Regions from separate parts of the Oryctolagus cuniculus genome. Here region 1 is linked to region 2. Evidence: chromatin contacts called from public Micro-C data. All regions are on one chromosome and are shown on one strand. Each heading gives the region's core, a stretch centred on a gene start, on an enhancer-like site or on the middle of the called end of the contact. The rest is flanking DNA. Distances are from core to core; before and after follow the strand shown. Region 1 overlaps MXI1 (MAX interactor 1, dimerization protein). Region 2 overlaps MXI1 (MAX interactor 1, dimerization protein).

The links. Hi-C and Micro-C count contacts between places; a contact is called where the count stands out from the background.
Region 1: a contact with region 2 is called in a Micro-C map of ear pinna, with 2.7 times the contacts expected there. The contact joins two enhancer-like sites. A contact is called at or near these places in 2 of 6 Hi-C or Micro-C datasets (ear pinna and embryonic fibroblasts).

The regions. Positions count from the first base shown.
Region 1 is chr15:20,036,023-20,039,274 of mOryCun1.1, forward strand. The region is part of intron 1 of MXI1 (MAX interactor 1, dimerization protein); the gene reads right to left. LOC103351424 (a long non-coding RNA gene) reads left to right here. Exons shown (of 5, transcript XR_011382283.1): 2 at 256-1,161; 3 at 1,340-1,988; 4 at 2,238-3,252. Among named protein-coding and RNA genes, the nearest start is that of MXI1, 13 kb to the right of the region's middle. Within about 2 kb of position 1,464, at least 5 of the 8 cell types and tissues checked have an H3K27ac peak or open chromatin away from gene starts, as enhancers often do. A contact at or near this core is called in ear pinna, where this site is marked.
Region 2 is chr15:19,968,913-19,972,037 of mOryCun1.1, forward strand. The region is part of intron 3 of MXI1 (MAX interactor 1, dimerization protein); the gene reads right to left. Among named protein-coding and RNA genes, the nearest start is that of SMNDC1, 31 kb to the left of the region's middle. Within about 2 kb of position 1,284, at least 2 of the 8 cell types and tissues checked have an H3K27ac peak or open chromatin away from gene starts, as enhancers often do. A contact at or near this core is called in ear pinna, where this site is marked.

The DNA.
Region 1 (3,252 bases), core at 214-2,713, 67 kb after region 2:
GGTCATTTCAGATCTGAGTTTCACCACTGGGTGATGGTAACAACTACCATCCACGCCCAATAAGGGATATGTTGGGTAGGGATGGGACAGGACTGTTTAAAAGAAAATACCATTTACTCAGAACATCTGTCAGTCAAGGGTAAAAACTCCTAGACTGAAAGTTTCCACCACTTGCAGGACCCCTTCAAGACTCAGATCCCAAATTGCCAAGGGCTACACCAGGAACTTAAACAAAAAATATTTACCCCATGACAGCTAAACCCATGTGACATGCAATCAAGCAAAGTGATGTGAATTGAAAATATACATGAATCCAATAAGAGTTTAATTCCATGGATCACAGAGTCATAACAGGATGGTAAGAGGAGACTGGATCGATGACTGGGGCCTATGCCCAGCCTTCCATAGTTGACATCCAGGTAAATTAACCACTCCATTTGAAGCCATGGCCAAGAGGGAGAGGAGAGATGGAAAAGTAGCCAGAGAGCCACCACATACAGATATGTTGAAAACAGGAAAGGTACGAGTGATGGTGGGCAGTGTTCAGGGGTGGTTTATCTACATATTTCTAGCCTCTTCCTGCTCTGGCTGTCTCCTGGAGATCTTGTTTAGACACTGGCCACAAGGGCCGCCCTCCAGCACAAAGCTTAGGGTGTTATCCGTAGAACCCAGGTGCAGCCAGGGCCACCTTTTGCTCACATGAATCCAGTTAGCACGACAAAAGGCAGTAGGGAAAAAAGGCTTCCAGAGTCTACTGACAAAAGAACCTGGGATCTTATCTCACTCTCTGTCTCTCTGTCTCTCTCTCTCTCCCCTCCTCTCTCCTCTCTCACCTCCCTCGGGAGTTTCATTGGAAAATGGAAAAAGTCCCCCCAGAGTCTTCCAGGTCTCTAACAATCTGCCTTCTGTAGGGACCAGACACAGCTCTCAATTCTTAGGGGTCCTTTCCCGGCACAGTTTATTACACACAAATTTCCAAGTGATTTATTGCAGATTCATGAACAATGGAGGGTGATGTGTTATACACATTTTCTGCAGATGAAAGAGATGGAGAGAGGGGAAGAGGCCATGAGGTTAAGTGGCAAGTGCAAAGCCACCGTGTTGGTGACACCTGGTGCTTACAAGAACTTCCCTGAAAACACAGAGTACTGACTGTGTAGGGTACGATTTTCTGCAATTATCTGTAAGGATTATTTTCAAACAATCATGTTGGGAGCAGGGGGTGGTGAGCTCGGAGCTCCTAAAGGAGAACCATAACATTTATACATCTCCCCATCCCCCCCCCCCCAACACACACACACCCAAAATGCCGACCAGTCTCCTCCCATCTCTCCCCCAGGGCCCAGAAACGTGAAGAGCAGCAGAAAACCCTTCTGTCTGCCCAGTGAGTCAGCCCTGCCTAACTTCATGCGTAAGCTCTCCTCAAGTCAGCGGCAGCTCCGAGCTGCGGGCCTGTGTGCAGCCGAGATAAATTTGGGTCCAGAAGGGATGACGTAATGCTAAACCCGAGAGGTGGCTGCCGCCTCCCCGGGCTCCAGTCGCCAGGACTGCCGGCTGACATCTCCACCACACAGACACCTCCAGGTGACCCAGGTGCCCCAGCTGGGGAGAGAGGGAAAGAAAGGACAAGGGCTGGGGAGAACAGCAGGGGAGGCAGTGTTAATCTGAGATCGCTGAATCTGGAAGTTTGTTGTTTTTTAACTCCAGTTTTTCTGGTGAGATCAGACCATTGGCAAAGGCTCAAACAGCTGCACTTGACCCATCTCTTTCCTCTTAGAAAAGGGCTTCTCACATTTTATTAAATGGCCCTTATTACAGCAGCCTATTTCGGTGATTATAATGGATGCACTACTCTCTTAAATGTCCTTTTCTTTCTTGTTTGCACGGACTTGGATCCAAGAAGAAATCTGCAATGCAGGACTCAATTAACATGCACATCGAAGTGGCTTGCTTACCCACTTGGGGGGATCAGGGGTGCAACTGATTAGGTATGTGCAGGGATTTGGCTAAGGCCACAACAAGTGAATGTTCCCCCAAGTAACATTTCATGGTTCCTGTCACAGGAGTTTATATCATTAAGCTTATTTCTCAGTCTCCATTTATTAAGACAACTGAGGCTCAGAGAGGTATAGCAACTTGCTCAAGGCCACACAGCTGTCTCTCAAACTGATGGAGCAAGGGTTAGCACTCAGTCCCGCAGCCCTAGGCACTCATCTGTCTCCATATTTCTTCTGCAGGTGAATTCCAGTTTAAAGAAACAACAGAGGTGGAGCTCCACTTTCTGATAGTTTTCAACCGTAAATATCATGATCAAGGCACATGGCAGGGGGCTCTAAGGCTGTTTTTGTTCCCGGTTCCAGGCTTACTCTTCCCCGAGGATAGGAGATGGAGAAGCAGCTCCCTCTCTGCTGGCGATGGCCATGGGCCATTCCCACTCTCCCACTTTAATTAAAAGACCCCACAAATCAACAGCGTGTTGTATTGAAGTAGTTGCCTTCATTGGGAATCCCTTCCAAATACCTTTTTCAAAAGACTCACCACTACCTGTCGCTATAGTCATGTATTATTCTCCTCTAATTTGTATCTGTCATCACATATACACGAGATTTCATGATTTTCTGCCATGTTTGGCATCTAACCTGGTCAGCCACAGTATAATATTCTTTTGAAGTCCTGCTCAATTCTGTGGGTTAACATTTTGCCTATGACTTTTGCATCTATAGCAAAAGCACAAGTAAACTATAATATCCTCTGTTGTGGCATTTGTCAGGTTTCTGTATTACAATGTTCTGTTCTTTCAAAGTTAGATGTGTGGGGAGCAATCCGGACTAGACTGAGTTACTGGAATTAAGACTTATTCTATGCATCTGCTCTCCCACAATATGGCGCTAGGAGAGAAGTAAACAGCTTCTGCACAGCTGCCTCCAGTTCAACCAATAAACTGTAGGACTTGCTCCTGATTGGAGGAGAGCAGCGTACTCGGCGTGTGGGCAGCCGAGTTGGGATTGGCGGAGGAGGACTATAAAGGAGGAGAGAAACGGCATGCACCAGGAACATCTATGGGGAACATCTAAGGGGAACACCTGTGCAGCCCCCAGAGAGCCGGCCGGCGGAGTGCCGCTCCCCTGCGGAAGTGGGGAATGTGGCCAGGGGGAACTGCCCTTCCACGGAGGTGGAAGGGATAGTAGCCAACCCGGGAAGAACCAGCAGCAAACCCGGGGAGGGCCGAGCAGACAGAAAGAACAGCGCAGG
Region 2 (3,125 bases), core at 34-2,533:
AGTGGTGCTGCTCCCCATCCCTTCTCTCTATAGTCACCCTGTTGGTAACTAGATTGCAAGCTTAACCACCAACGACCTAGAAAGGGGTATCTTTTGATGCCATCTGGTCCTTTTCTTGCCTTCATTCTCATGTGACTGGTGGCTCAGGGGCCTCTTGAATGGAGTTGCCAAATCATGGGCTATAAGACTTTGGAAGTAGGAAGGAAGATAAGAGACAAAAGAAGAAAAAGGCTTGGTTTGATCTGAAAGTCCTTATTCACTAAGGAACACACTGCAAGTATCATATCATGATACATTCTACAAGAAGTAGAAGACTTCAAAGAATACAGACTCATGAAAAGCATGGTTTTGCACCTGATACTGCCAAACTTACAGAACTAGACTTAATGGAAAATAATAAAAATTCTAGCCCCTTGGTCAGTATTTACTTAACCTTTGTTAAACACATAGATACTTTTATTTATTGATATTATTTATATTATACACACACACACACACACACACACACACACACCGGTAGCTCGATAAAAACCCTAAGGATGAAATCTATCCTAAGTTAGGGTATTACTAAAGTAAAGTTAGGATTAGACACTGCAGCAGGAGGTGTCCTGAGAGAGAACTGAAGTCTCCTTGCTGAAAGGGAGGAGGCTGGAGAGAGAGATAGGAAAATACTTTTTATTTTCAAAGACACTTTGAGGTCTGTTTTAAAATGAGATTTAAAAGTGAGTTTTACCCAGGGGAAAAAGCAATTCCCAGCCACTAACCCTTTCAGAAAGAAGGGCCCTATCATAATTACCCACACCTTCAAAAAGGGTAAGCCCCATGTGGGAAAAAGAACAATTAGGGTCTGTTTGGCTTTTACTTTGGTAGATTGGGATCATTTTTCCTTGAAGAAACCAATGCTGCTTTTGATTTCAAACCCTGTAAACTTTACTGCCAAACTGAAATACCACAGAAGATGGAGGGAAATGATTTTGCTAGAAAAATAGTCCCTCCTAGTAGCTGTGATATTTTCAAGCACAGGCATATCACACACAAACAGCCCATACTTGTGAGGGAAAGAATGCTCTGTCAGGAAAAAACCTGCAAGTATCACATAATGGTGTTTTTCAAGTTGTCTTTCAAAACTCTAATCCCCTCGCCTAACAATAAGAAATGTAACCCCTGCCCAGCCCTACTAACCATCCACTGGCTGGTGCCCTTGGAGGCATGGTCCTTCATTGGAACTGGCTTGTCTTTCATTCCTCCACTACAGGGTCCCAAGACTTTGCCAACTAACTAAATCAAAATGGAAAACAAATCAAGTGATAGGCACAGGGCTTGTATTTTCTTCTGTTTAATGTTATGCAATGGACTTCGAGTTCTCCCATGAGCCTCATACTTCAAAGCTGCAGTGGCTGGTGGCCAGGTTTCCCAACCCCCACACACACTCCCGCACATGACAGCAGCTAGCTGCATAATCCCACACATTCTACATTCAAAGGTTTTCCCAAAATTTAATCTGTTGAGAATTTTCAGAAAAATCTCCAAAGCTACCAAGGAAAAAAATCTGCTAACTTTTCATATAAAAAAAAGGCACTTAAGATGGACCCAGATATATCAAACACATTGTTGCTCATTAATTTCATTTACTAAAACATCTATGATCATATTCTGTTGTTCAGCTTATTTTGTTTCTGAAATACAAAAGTTAGACAATCTTTTCCTATAAAATGGCATGATAATTACGTTTTACCTACAACTGTTTCTATCATCTGTTTCACAAAAAATAAGCAGACTATGAACTCCCAGGTAGTGATTTGGCAAGAGCAATCTCCCTAGTGTCAGATATGATTGTGGCAGTCTCAGGACTCCATTAGAACATAGATAAAAACTTAATAGCTAGGACCCTCTTCGCACTTTGCAAAAAGAAATTGTTTTCACTTACTATTCCTCTGAATTGGTATCTTATAAAATAATAGGAACACCAACTTTTATAATAATGAGATTGCAAATCATATAATACCATAATATATTATATAACACAAATTATTCTGTCATACTGTCAACCGCTGCATGAAAGGGCTCACCTACATAAAAAATAAAATCAGTTGGGATATATGATACTCAATCTTGGAAAACTTTCTAAAACTTTCGAAAAAATCTATGCATTCTTAGGGCAAGCTATGTGTAGCCATAAGATGCACTTAACACTGAGTTAACACAGATATACCAGATATCTGATGCCAAAAGGTTAAATATGGTTACCCAGATATTTTCCAGAAGCTATCATTTTCTTGAAGATTGGTAAGAAAATATTCTTTTATATAAGGAAGCATAGATACTGCAGAATGTACTTTTTTTTTTTTTTTTTTTTTTTGACAGGCAGAGTTAGAGAGACAGAGAGTTATAGACAGTAAGTGAGAGAGAGAGAAAGGTCTTCCTTCTGTTGGCTTACTCCCCTAATGGCCGCCACAGCCGGCGCTGTGCTAATCCGAAGCCAGGAGCTGGGTGCTTCCTCCCGGTCTCCCATGCAGGTGCAGGGACCCAAGCACTTGGGCCATCCTCCGCTGCCCTGGGCCACAACAGAGAGCTGGACTGGAAGAGGAGCAACCGGGACTAGAACCCAGGGTGCCGGCGCCGCAGGTGGAGGATTAGCCAATTGAGCCACAATGCCGGCCGCAAAATGTACTTTTAAATAAGAGAAGCTTCAAATAAATTTCACATTTCATCTGAATTCCAGACTTGCCACAGAACTTCAGGAATCTATCTTCAAATTGCTAGAGCTAATTACTACAGATACTATTAATCCCTGAAACTAGAGAACATCATTTCTGATTCATGGCTGAGATCATGTCTCAAAATTTTAGAGAAGGAAGAAAGGACAGGAAAGGGTAAGAGGGAAAGACCGAGAGATGGGGAAACAAAGAGGGAGACATACTTGAGTACAGAGATCTTCAAAAAGTCCATGGAGGGGCCAGCGCTGTGGTACAGTAGATTAAAGCCACAGCCTGCAGTGCCGCATCCCATATGGATGCTGGTTCAAGTCCTGGCTGCTGCTCTTCCAATCCAGCTCTCTGCTGTGGCCTGGGAAAGCAGTAGAAGATGGCCCAAGTCCTTAGGCCCCTGCACCTGTGTGGAAGACC